Regions from separate parts of the Hordeum vulgare genome. Here region 1 is linked to region 2. Evidence: chromatin contacts called from public Hi-C data. All regions are on one chromosome and are shown on one strand. Each heading gives the region's core, a stretch centred on a gene start, on an enhancer-like site or on the middle of the called end of the contact. The rest is flanking DNA. Distances are from core to core; before and after follow the strand shown.

The links. Hi-C and Micro-C count contacts between places; a contact is called where the count stands out from the background.
Region 1: a contact with region 2 is called in a Hi-C map of seedling, with 6 times the contacts expected there. The contact joins the enhancer-like site here to the promoter of LOC123408237 in region 2. A contact is called at or near these places in 4 of 6 Hi-C or Micro-C datasets (leaf and seedling).

The regions. Positions count from the first base shown.
Region 1 is chr7H:128,295,861-128,302,730 of MorexV3_pseudomolecules_assembly, reverse strand. No RefSeq gene overlaps it. Among protein-coding and RNA genes, the nearest start is that of LOC123408237, 160 kb to the right of the region's middle. Within about 2 kb of position 3,585, at least 3 of the 3 cell types and tissues checked have open chromatin away from gene starts, as enhancers often do. A contact at or near this core is called in leaf and seedling, where this site is marked.
Region 2 is chr7H:128,131,753-128,138,558 of MorexV3_pseudomolecules_assembly, reverse strand. LOC123408237 (leucine-rich repeat receptor-like serine/threonine/tyrosine-protein kinase SOBIR1) reads left to right here and starts at 1,969. Exons shown (of 1, transcript XM_045101391.1): 1 at 1,969-3,815. The coding sequence starts at 2,058. The coding sequence ends at 3,533.

The DNA of each region.
Region 1 (6,870 bases), core at 2,336-4,835, 160 kb before region 2:
TCATTAGCATGTGATAACTGTAGCTTAACTACCGGGGCGTCACAACTAGAATGACTCGAAGCCGAGCCGCTGTCATCATCCATTCCTCATCGGAACCCGACAAACCTTATTGTAGTAGACAATTAGAAAGTCATCGTTCTAAGGTTTTTAAAGGACGAGGGCATCAGAGAAACAACCATCGCTGATGAAAAGAGCCGTAGACTAGAAAGAGCATGTAACCACACAAACAAAGGCGAGCCAAAAATGGATCCAAAAATATCCACCGAAGATAAGCATCAACCGAATCCCGCGAGATCCGACGTAGAAACACCTTCACATGCCATCCGACGAAGATATAAGCACCGTCAATTGGGAGTTTGGGCGTGGGAGGCATTATTCCGACCGAAGGACATGGTCGCCGCCTAATATTTGCGAGCAAGACGTTGAACCTATAAGAGCATCTCCACTCGCCCCCAACATGCCCCCCAGGATGCCTTCTTTAGCGCCGCCGGCGAAAAAGCCGCCCAGCCTCGCCCCAACTCCTCGTTTATCGTCGGATTTGCCCAAAACTAGACCCGGTGACCCTAGGACAAACCCAGTCCCCGGGGGCGCTTGGGGGCGTCCGACTCTATTTTTGCATGCACAAACCCCACTAGTCAGCCTCTCTCCTCCCTTTTTGTTCTAGGACCACCATGTGCATGCACAAGAGGAATCTCTCCTCTCTCTCTCTCTCTCTCCGCATGTGTCTGATTGGGGTGGGGATGGCTGGAAAAAAATTCGGCCCCAGTGCAAAATTTCCGTCGGGGCAACCCCACGAGGCCGAAAAACACCTCTTGGGGGCACAAACGGCTGGAGATGCCCTAAGAGCATCTCCACTCCCCCCCCCCCACACACAACAGCCCCCTAGAGTGTCTTTTTAGCGTCGGTGGCGAAAAATCGGCACAGTCGCGCCCCAACTCCTCGTCCAGCGTCGGATTTGGCTAAAACTAGCCCCGGCAACCCCATGCCAAACCCAGCCCCTTGGGGGTACTTGGAGGCGTCCAACGCTATTTTTACATGCACAAACCCCACCGGCCAACCTCTCTCCTCCCTTTTTCTACTAGGGCCAACATGTGCATGCAATAAAGGAATCTCTCATCTCTCTCTTTCTCTCCGCATGTGTCCGGCTGGGGTGGGGGACGGCTGGAATTTTTTTCGCCCCCACTGCAAAAATTGCGCCGGGGCAACCCTAGGAGGCCAAAAAAGCCTCCTCGGGGACACAACGTGTGGAGATGCTTTAAAAACAACATTGAGTTCCCTCCCGTTGGAGAGGGTCTAAGATCCTGAGCACCTCCTTGGCCCAAAGGCTAGCAGGGGCGGGATGGACCGCTGGCGATGCCGGCGAGAGGATGAAGAAGATTTTTTTGGGAAGGAGAAAAAGACGACCACGTACAAGAGTGCTCCCTTGGCACACCAGCATGTTTTCCAGCACGGAGAACATATTGGGCTGAGTAACTGTGTCGCATCATCATGCCGTATTTATTTTTGTTGTTTTTTGTTTTGTTTTTATTCACATTTTTTTTTCTTTTTCTTCTTTTTTACTTTTGTTAGATTTCCAAATATTCTAAATATAAACCATAAGCACCACTTTAAATAAATTTATGAATGTTAGCCATGCATTTGAAATATGTTAAATGCATAAACATATGTCTCATGTGTATGAAAAATGTACAATGTCAATCAAAAAATATACATGAAATTAAAAAATATACATTGTAGAAAAAATGAATCATACATTAGAAAATGCATATTACATTGAAAAGATGTTCAGAAGTTTGGAAATTTTGTTCCTGACATTTTCAAATAAAATGTTTGTACAATGTGACAAATGTTGCATATTTTTGAAAAAATGGTTTCATCACTAGAAAAATGTCCCAGTGTATATTTAATTTTTTAACATGTATTCGACATTCAGAACATGTTTTAGAAAAAATGTATTTATAAAATGTGAAATAAATAATTAAAACTGTTTTATTTGTATAGAAAAAGTTTACAATATTTATGAAAAAAGTAGATATCAAAAATATATTTCAAAGAATGATAATCATTGATTTGAAAACTTTTAAACATGTGTAAAACAATTTCCAACATATATGATAAAAATGTACAATGCATATGAGAAATGTAGACATGTGTTGGAATAAAACCGAGAGAAAATCAGTGAAAACTGAAGAAATAAACAGAAAACCAAGAAAGTGAGATCGAAAACTAAGACAAAAAAAGAACAAAACCGAAGAAAAGACCACAATATCTGATGATAAAAAGAACAGCGGAAACAGAGAACTATAAAAAACAGAAGAAATCCATAGAAAACCTGTGGAAAACTAGACTTCTAACAGTGGAAAAAAAGGGAAAATAAATAGAAAAAGAAGTCGAGCTGATTGGGCCCGGCCCTCTGTTTCCCACTAGGCGATTCGTATTTGCAATTGGGTAGCTCCTAGTCAGCGGTCCAGTTGTCCGGTAACGATCCAGGAAACACTCTATTTGACGCTCTTTGGGTCAAATAGGCGGACAAACGCACAGAAGCTGTCAGCCAGCGACAGGTTTGGGCCAGCCCATTAGCAATACCAGTTTTCGGAACCTAGGATTTTAGCAAATTTTCTTCGGTTTTGGGAACTATCTACAAGATTCCCTGAACTGGTTTTCATTTTTAACTTTTTTTTATTCTTTTTTTTCTGTTTCTGTTTAAAAATGTTTCGGAATTTAAAGAAATATTTAAAATTGAAAAAAATAGTTCTGAAATTTGAAAAAATGTTCCGTATTTTGAAAAATATTCCGCAATCTGAAAAATGTTCCTAAATTGAAATTTTGATTCAGATTCTCAAAAATTGTTCGGTAATTTGAAAAAATGTGCCGAAATTTATAAAATGTTCCAGAATTTGAAAAACGTTCCGGATATTCATAAAATGTTCCGGAAATTGAAACAATATTCTGAAATTTGAAAAAATGTTCCGAATTTGGAAAGGTGTTGCGGAATTCGAAAAGGTGTTGCGGAATTTGAAAAAATGTTCTGGAATTTTCAAATTCAGCAACATTTTTCAAATTGCAGAACATTTTTTTCAAATTAAGGAACACCTTTTCAAATTCCGGAACATTTTCCCAAATTCGGAACATTTTTCCAAATTTCGGAACATTTTTTGACATTCCGTAACATTTTATGAATATCGGGAAAAAATTCAAATTTCGGAACATTTTTTGCAAATATGCAAAAAAAATTCAAATTTAGAATCAGTTTTCACATTGCGGAATATGTTTTCAAATTACCGAACATTTTTTCAAATTTCAGATCATTTTTTCAAATTCTGAAACATTTTTGTCAATTCTAGAACATTTTGAAAATTCTGAAACATTTTTTGAAAATCCAAATCATTTTTAAACAGAAACAGGAAAAAAAGACTAAGAAAAAAAAAGCTAAAAATGATAAATAGTTCAGGGAATCTTCTAGATAGTTCCCAAAAATGGCAAAAAAACTGGTTCCGAAAACAGGGATTGCTATGGCCCGGCCCAAACCTGTCGCTGGCAGGCAGCTTGTGTGCGTTCCCCGCGTATTTGCCGCATAGTGCGTCAAATAGAGTTTTCTTGGAGATCCCAGGATCCAGCGCCTACAATTTCACTGCAACGGTCTGGCCCACTAAGACGCACGCAATCAGTCCAGTTTTTTTATTCTATTATTTTGTTTTACGTTAATCCAGAAAGAAAAATCGTCCAAATTTTGTATTTATTATGAAACTGAAAATATTAAACTAAAAATATTTTACAGACTTGAAGAAAAAGTTTCATCCATTTTAAAAAGTATTCATATATTTTAAAAAGTTTCATCAATTTTTTTAAAATTTAATTGAAATTGAAACAAAACTTCAGAAATATGGAAAAATCACAATAAATTTGTAAAAAAACTTACTAAATTTGAAAAACAAATCACAGATATTGAAAAAAAGTTCATGTATTCTTTCAAGAAGTTCATTGAACTGAAAAAAAAGTTTAAAACCTTAAAATTTTCATTAATTCTGAAACAAAGTCGTCTATTTTAAATAGATGTTCATCCATTTCAGAAAATTTCATAAAACTTTAATATTTTGTAAAAGGTTGATCGATTTCCCGAGAAAACTTCATCAAGTTCTTAAAAAATTCATTGAAATTTAAACAAATTCATCGATATTCAATAATTCATAGAGTTTTTCAGAAAAAGTCATCATCCGACGACTAGATGGGCCGGCACATTTAAGAATGCTGCAGGCGCCAGTTAACAAAATGCACGTTCATTGGCGCATGCAGCGCTAAATAGAAAATGCCTTGCAATTGGTACGGGCGAGACATATCCCTAGCGGTCACAAGACAGCGCAACAGGCTTTTAGGAGCAGCTCTCGAGATGAATTTGAATATGGTCATGAATTTACTAAAATCGTTAATTAAGACATACTCTTTGCAAAGGTCGCTATTATTTCCTTAGGTTGTCAAAATTAGTATATTACATGTGCGTCAGTTGTCATAACCTAGAAGTTATCTATTTTTCATAGATTTGTTTATCAAAACATTTTATCTCTTAAACCGTGCGTCTAAATCTTGAACCGTTTTCACCTTAAATTCCTCGTGTTGACGTCTTCAAAACTAGATCTCAGGATGATAATTTTCTATGAATTGTTTTCCATGAAACACATTTTTTTAATTTTTTTCCTTTCCGAAAAGGCACAACTATTCCTGTCGTGAAAAAATAACGCCTTTTTGTTCTTTTCGAAGAGGTACAGGCATGTGCCTTACGGAAGTAAATCCGTGCAGGATGAAAAGTAAATTTATGACTCCCACGAGAAAAAAATAATTATCCATTCTCCGAGAGGCACAATTTTGCCCCTCGCGAAAACAAATCCATGCCTTCATGAAAAGAAAGTCTATGCCGCTCGCGGTAGGAAATAATATGTTTTTATTTTCAATTTTCCTAGAGGGACATGTGTGCCTCTCACGAGAGCAATTTTATGCTTCCGCGAGAAGTAAATTTATGCATTTCGCGATAGCAAAATAATGTGTTTTTTAGTATTTCAGAGAGGCACACCTGTATTTTTTTTCCTAGAGGTACAATTGACGAGAACAAATTTATGCATTCACAAGAAGTAAATGTATATCTCTGAGAGGAAATAAAATACGGTTTTTGACAAAATTTATTTTCTGTCCAAAACCTAAGAAAACCAGGATAAACCGAAAGAAGGGGGAAATCCATCTAAGTATTGTAGAAGCGTACAAAAGATTTCAAAATAAAATTTAAAAAAGGCATCAGCACGCGTCGAATGGCGACGGCGGCTCAGAGTGCGCCCAGTGATGCGCTCACAGCCACCAAGGAGTACTAATTGTTTAGTTGTTTAACGCCCGCCACAGGAGCCACCATAAATGCACAGGTCCAGCGGAGGAGCAAATCTCGCTGTATAGGCAGGTCCAGCGGAGGAGTCCTGCTCTCGCGCCCACAATTTTATTATTTTTATTTGATACTTTTATTTTGATTACTAAAATTTAAAACAATTCTTAAATTTGAAAAAACTTTCATTGAACGTTCTAAAACTGTTTATGTAATGGGAAAAAATATTTTAACTTGAAAAAAATAGATTACGTTAAAAACAATTGACATTTAATATATGTTCATGTATTTCAACAAATGTTTCTTAAGAAAATGTTTTCACAACAAACCAAGAAAATCCACGTAAATCAAAATAATATTTTTCCCCTTCAAATTATGTGTGTAGCGTTTTAAAAAATGCCTCTGGAATTGTTTTAAAATAACATACAGTGCAAAAAAGTGTTATATATTTTTTTAATGTAAAGTCATTGGAAAAATGTGACTAAATTTTAAAAATGTCCATGTGTTTAAAAAGCAGGTTTCTGGAATTTATTGGAGAAAAATTTCATGTAATTCAAAACATTGTGACGTGCGATTCAAAGTAATGTTCAACGTCTATTTCATTTTAAGCATGTGTTAAAAAATGTTCAAAAAATGTATTCAAAAAAACATAAATCAAAATGTTCAGTGTGTACTAATAAAGTGTTCCAGAAGTATATGAAAAAATGTACATTTTGTACTAAAACAATAGTATGCTGAAAAATGAAAAAAGAGACAAAAAATGAAGAAGAATGTAGCAACCCATAGAAAGAAACTAAAATCCAAAAATAAAATCTGGAAGAAAGAAAAGAAAAAAAATGAGAAAAATCTTGTTAAGGAACACATAAACCCTAAGAAAAATCGAAGAAACGAACTGAAGCCAAAAAAATAATTGAAAGGAAAATTTAGAAAAGAAGAAGAAAACAAGTGGAGAAATGCAGAAAAACCAAAGAAAATACTGAAAATCAAAACAAAAAACCATAAGAAAAACTTAAAGGAAACCAAAGGAAAAACATACAAGTGGATTGGCTTTTAGCAAAACTCCTTCATGCGGGATTAATATATGACTCGCTATAAGCAAGAAATAGCTCTCGAGTTGTTCCAACCCCGTATGCATTGTGCCACCAACGAGCCAACTCATCTAGCCCACGAATGGCCCCTCAAAAAGATCTAGCCCACAAATTGCATGTACCAATGGACACATCTAGGCTAGCTCGCACTCTGCAAGTGCGTGCATGCAACCCACACCTACTAGACGACCGGGGTGTATGAACACAGCCTAGCTCGGCCCCAATATGCACTCACTCCTGGACTGTGTCGCCTCGTGCCCTAGCCCATCCTGCGTATCGACACCCAATTTTCTACTCACCCGGTCTCTCCCAAAACACATACTGCTTTCGATCTCTTTTCACAAGACAATCCCCAATATTTGCCAAGGTCCTTCTGACCGCCCATGATTCTGTACATACACCATGTCCATTTGTAGATAA
Region 2 (6,806 bases), core at 720-3,219:
TCGCTGAAATCACGGTGAGTACTTTGAAGTAGATGTTTTTGCACTTCTGACTTTGTACTATTTCCGATGCACTCAGTTCATGACTGAGGACTTTTCTCACTAGGAATTTCCTCAGTGATGAAATTGTAAAAATCGCCTATTCGCCCCCCCCCCCTCTAGTCGATGTAACGCACTTTGAGTGTTGTTGCCACTAAGGATAAAATGATGGAGTTTATTCATATTAGTTGAGTTTACTTTGTCTACATCATGTCATCGTTCTCCATGCATTACCCTGTTTGTCATGAACTTAATACGTAGAGATGCAAACATAGAAGCGCTCTTGAAGTGGAGTAATAGTAGTAGGTGTAGGCAGGAATCGGCCTATTTCTTATGGATGTGATGCCTATATTCACATGATAATTGCCGTGAAAATCACATAACTATCCGCTTTCTCTCAATTGCCCAACAGTAATTTGTTTACCCACCGTATGTTGCTTTCATGAGAGATGCCACTAGAGAACACTATGGCCCCCCGGGTTTATTCACTTATATATTCAGAAAACTTATAATTTCCTCGTTGTTCTTATTTTTCTTTTATTTTATTTTGCAATTTACAATTATACACACCTCATTCGCTTGCAAATAACAAGATCAAGAGGATTGACAACCCTCTTGCTCGCGTTGGGTCCAAGTTGTTTTCTATTTTATGTGCATCAGCTGAAGACGATTGATGATTGATATTCCTATTGGTTCGATAAACCTTGGTTTCTTAACTAAGGATAATAATTTCCCGCATTGTGTTGCAACTACCCGTTCCTCTTCACAGAAAATACTAGGCAGATCACAAGTATTAGTGACGGAGGATATTAATTACCAAAACCAACGACAGCGTTCCATACGAACGCACTCGGTCGTACGCGTGCCCGTATGAGGGCAAAAACACCTCCAATTGATTCCTTTCGACGATTGAGGTCGAAGTTTTTTTTCTAAATGATCATTTGCTTTGTAATTAATGTTGATTATCTCTCAAACTCCGTAGCTAATAAATCTCCACAGCATCTACCTTTCATTTATTTATTTTTACATGTTGGGTATACGAATCGTTCGCATACTGAGTCGATGTTTTTATTCGGTGTATTATTTTTGCAAGGGCTTGGGCATTATGTGGTGACGTGTACGGTGTGGTGCCTGATAACCCACAAGTGTAGGTGTTCGTTTGTAGCCTTTTAATAAATAAGAATGTTAAACCCAACTAGGTGCTAAAGATAGAATTAATATTCTTTCAAGTTTTATCGACCACCTATACAACTCTAAGCGCAACGATGAAACTTGAGAGGGCCAAACCGACAAGGATACATATGAGGAGGTAGATTCCTCCATGAATCGAGCATCTGGTCTTGCACGACAAGCCTTCTGAAATCTTTTTCATATGTGCCACGACCCGCTCAACTTGTCTAGGGCGGAATCGACAAGGAGTCCTTAGCCCGGTGGGACAGGCTGTGAGTCGATGTGGTGAGAAGGCCCCTTAGACGGGACACCGTCATATTTCTATAGAAATTTATAACAATGGAATTATATAAAAAAGAATGTATGCGAATAATACTCCACGCCATTTTTGATGATGTGATGACTTGCATATATATATTTAAATTAGATTTTAAGATGTTCTGAAAAACACACCCACACATGAAGCCCGGGAGAAAAAAAAATCCACGCTCATGGGACGTGAGAATCTTTCCAGATTTTTAGGGGCACAATAGTCATTTTCATAAAAAGAAAAATGACCGTAATAGTCATTTTCATTCCTCCCTCGCCGTGCTGGCCGGTTCTTGACTTGCCTCGAGTCAACGGTCGTTTCCCGCCAATAAGACCGGGCCGGTCGCGATATGTCCCCCTCACGCCAATCTGGCACGTCCATCCATTCCACAAACGCATCGTAGCCGTGCATTGTTTCCACACGGTAATCCCCAACTAGGCCATTATTAATAGCTCTGCTCTCCAGTCTCCACCCACCCCGTCCCCCACATAAGCCGGAACCTTCCTCCCCACACGAGCAACGAGCTAAACGTTTGGTGACAATGGCGTTAGCGGCAGGTACGCCGAGCAAGCGTCCCGTCCTCTTCCTCGTCTCTCTCGCCACGCTCCTCCTCCTCGTCTCAGCTGTCCAGTGCTATGACAGCCGCCACGCCGTCATGCGCTCTGCCATGGCCCGCCGGTCCCGTCCGGGGATCCGGCATGTGCACCACCGCCGGACCGGGGTGCCGCACCGGTACGTCCTCGCGGAGAACGCCCCCAACTCGACCGTCGGCGGTGGAAAACAGAAGAACCGCACCTCGTCGCCGGCGGCAAACAACGGCACCTTTCCGTCGGCGCCACCGGCGGCCGAGCAGGGCAAGCACCACCGGAGCCACAAGCACAGGGTGCGCAACTGGATCATAGGGTTCGTGGTCGGGTCCCTCGCCGGCGTCATCTCGGGGCTGGGCGTGTCCGTGCTGTTCCGGCTGGCGCTCAACTGCATCCGCGGGCGGTACCGGAACAAGTCCGGCATGGTGATCTTCACCCCGAAGCTGATCAAGCGAGCGGACCACCTGGCGTTCCTGGAGAAGGAGGACATGCTTTCCTCTCTGGCCGTGATCGGGCGCGGCGGGTGCGGCGAGGTGTTCAAGGCGCAGCTCCCCGTGGAGACCGAGGGGGAGGAGCCCAAGTTCATCGCCATCAAGAAGATCAAGAAGCAGGTGGGCGACGGCCACGGGCAGAACAACAACCTGAGCGACGAGGAGAGCCGGCAGCTGGACAAGTGGTCGCGGCAGATACAGTCGGAGATCCGCACGGTGGGGCACATCCGGCACCGCAACCTCCTGCCGCTGGCGGCGCACGTGCCGCGGCCGGACTGCCACTACCTCGTGTACGAGTACATGAAGAACGGCAGCCTGCACAACGCGCTCAAGCCGACGCCATCAGAGCTGGAGGAGGGCGGCGGCGACGGCGGGGTGCGGCTGGCGTGGCCGGCGCGCCTCCGCGTGGCGGTGGGCATCGCGTCGGGGCTGGAGTACCTGCACGTGCTGCAGCAGCCGCAGATCATCCACCGCGACCTGAAGCCGGCCAACATCCTGCTGGACGACGACATGGAGGCCCGCATCGCCGACTTCGGGCTGGCCAAGGCGATGCCGGACGATCACACCCACGTGTCGACGTCGCACGTCGCCGGCACCATGGGGTACATCGCGCCGGAGTACCACCAGACGTACAAGTTCACGGCCAAGTGCGACATCTTCAGCTTCGGGGTGATCCTGGCGGTGCTGGCGACGGGCAAGGAGCCGACGGACCAGTTCTTCGTGACGGAGGTGGACGAGGTCGGGCTCGTCAAGTGGCTGCGCCGGGTGGTGCAGAACGGCGACTACGCGGAGGCCATCGACCCCGCCATCGCCGGCGCCGGGCACGAGGAGCAGATCCTGCTGGTGCTGCGCATCGCCGTCTTCTGCACCGCCGACGACCCCAAGGAGCGGCCCGCCGCCAAGGACGTGCGCTGCATGCTTGCCCAAATCAAGAACTAGAACCACAACTACTAGTAACGTATCGTCGCGTGCATGCCCAAATCAGGCAGCAGTTGAACAAGCCGAAATTCGTGTAAGTATTGGTCGTCGTCGTCGTCTTCAATTAATCAATTGGGTATGTGTCATGCGTGACTGTGTGTAGAATAATGTGGCAAGTGCTGGGTCAGCGGGTCAAGCATGGGGCCGGTCGATCGATAAGGACCGGAAAGGAGATGGAGTATCCGTGTAACACGCTATACTATTTCATGCAAATGAGATTTGGGACGGGTATATTTTTCTTGACATGGACGTGTGTTGTTTACAAGATCCAACTGCGTATCTGAAGAATGATTATGAATCACGTCATATGATCGGATCCATAAGCTTGATCCACCAGATGGCGTTACCTGCGGTGCACTGATGTGGTAAGCACTTTTCGGAGCTACTGGTGCACTGATGTCTTAATTGGAACGAGTCGCGCCTAGCTTTTGTATGCATCGTCTTGTGGTAGTGGAGAACTGGAGAAAATAGACCACCGGATCAAGATGGATATGATGAAAGTTAAATAAATTGGACAAACAATTAAGAAAAGTTGCCGTTTTCCCCACTGGTACCCCTATACACCCGGAAAGAGAGAGTACTCCTATTTGTGTTCGCTGCATCTGTTCACCCTGTCATGCTCGTGCTCGTGTTCGCTGCATCTGTTCACCCTGTCATGCTCTACAGCTTCAGCGATGGGGGTCCATTAGTGTCGATGAGCGACCGGAAGAATAGATGGGGAGGAACGACGGGACCTCCGTTGGGTATGAGGCTGCAATGGACTTGGGCGTCCCGTCACAACACCACCTAGTCTCTTCGCTGCTTGATTGTTTTCCAAATCAAAAGTCAAAATTTTGCCTCATCAATTAATTAAAAAATTGAATTATTCAGTTAATTATTGAAAATTCAGGAAAAAACGGTGGATCAGACAGCATACGGACTATGCGTTAAAAAAATTATGACCCCACAATCAACCCGACAAACATACATAACACAGAACAACAACTGTTACTTGCAATTCTACGTTGCAAAGAAACCCCCAATCAAACCAAAGTTAAAGACAACGGACATCATCAAATCCATGAAGACGAGCCAACCAAAGATTGTAATCGAATCTTCCTTTTTGAGCGAAAGATTGTGCTCGAATAGACTGAGCATCATTAACCTAACCAACTGGGCCGGTCTTAGCATGCTGGCCCGATAGCCCGCATGCCTGGCCCAACATGACCATAAACGACATGTGCTGGCATGTGGCCTACCCAGGGTTGTGCTTGGACCGTGAGGTTTTAACGAGTACCGGCACGGACACGACACATTTTTAGCCCAAAAATTTGCTGAAAATAGGCTCAAGATAGACAAAATCAGACGTGTTGATAGGTTAAATATACCGATGGGCAGTACCGTTTCCTTACTATGTTGTGTCTATGTCAGGGAGTCCAGCACGCGTGTTGCCTGGGAGCTCCTATGCAGCGGTGCAGGGGGCCGTTAACTATTCGGCGCCTGCAGCATCGCTGGCATGGACCGGCCCACTAGCTGGCTATCCGGTTTTTTTTTTCTGTTGATTCAATAGAAACAAAAGCTTATACTTTCTATTTGTTATGAAAATCAAAATATAAAATCACAAAAAATTACAGATTTAAAGAAAAAGGTTCATCCATTTGAAAAAAAGTCCATATCTTTAAGAAAGATACATCAATTTTGAAAAAACTTCATCAATTTTAAAAAACAAATCTTTAAATTGAAAGAAAAGTTCATCCAATTTGGAAAAAGTTCATTAAATTTCATTATTTTTTTAAAAAAATCATAGAAATTGAGAAAAAGTTCATGTATTTTTAAAATCAGTTCACTGAATTGAAAAAAAAGTTCATAAATCTTTACAAAATTCATCAATTTTTATAAAAAATCATCAATTTTGAAAAAAATGTTCATAAAATTCAAAAAGTTCTTCGATATTATAAAATTAATAGAATTCAAATATTTTAGATAAGGTTCTTCGATTTTCAAAGAAAACTTCAAAACATTCTTTGAAAGTGAAAAAAGTTCATCAATACTTAAAAACCTTTAAGAATCTTAAAAAGTAAAATCGCCGACCGACGTCTAGATGGGCCGGCCATTTTACAAACGCCGGTGCTAGTAAATAAAAATGCATATTAATTGATGCTTGTCGCGCCAAATAGGAAACGTCGTGTCGTCCAACTCGACCTGCCTAGTTAAAGAAAATGCTATTTTTCGCCATAAGTGAGCCGGAAAGGATCTCTCGCTGCAGACCTTACAACACTCGGGCCGGGCCATTCGTGAATAGTAAACAGAAAAAGAGAACGGAAATACAGTATGGCTCCTGAACCGCACAGGGCCGGCGTCCTGACTAGTCCAGCCTAGTTTCGTTACTTTTTTCTATTACGTTTTCTCTTTTGTGTTTATTTTCTTTTTTTCGGTCATTTTTTCATTCCTTTTTTCCTTTCCTTTTGTATTTGAAGCAATAAATAATTTTCGAATTTGAAAAACAATTTTGAAAAATCTTAAACAAATTTGGAAGCGCGAACAATTTTTTAAAGAACAAGCCTTTTCTGAATTTTGAAAACGAGAACAATTTTGAAAAATCCCGAACAAATTTGATAGCGCAAACAAATATTTCAAGAACGAACATTTTTTGAAATTTGAGAACAAATTTGGAATGGAGAACAGTTTTGAAAAGTCGTGAATAAAATTGGAAGCATGAATATATTTTTTATAGCACGAACATCTTTTGAATCTTGAGAATTGTTTTTGAAATGAAGAACAGTTTTGAAAAAGCCGGAACAAATTTGGAAGTGCAAATTTTTTTTTAAAGCATGAATATTTTTGAATTTTGAGAACGAATTTTGAAACCAAGAAAAATTATGAAAAATCCTGAACAAATTTGGAAGTGCGAACAATTTTTCAAAGCACGCACATTTTTTGAATCTTGAGAACAAAATTTTGCAACGAGATCAATTTGATAAAAACCCAAAGAAATATGGAAGCACGAACAATTTTTAAAAGCATGAACATATTTTGAACCTAGCGAACAAATTTTAAAATCGAGAACAATTTTGAAAATTCCTGAACAAATTTGGAAGCGCGAACAGTTTTTTAAAGCACAAACATTCATTTAGTCTTGAGAACAAAATTTTGAAACGAGGAACAATTTTGAAAAAAACCCGACCTTATTTGAAAGCACGAATAATTTTTTAAAGGACGAGCATTTTTTGAATCTTAATAACAAAATTTGAAATT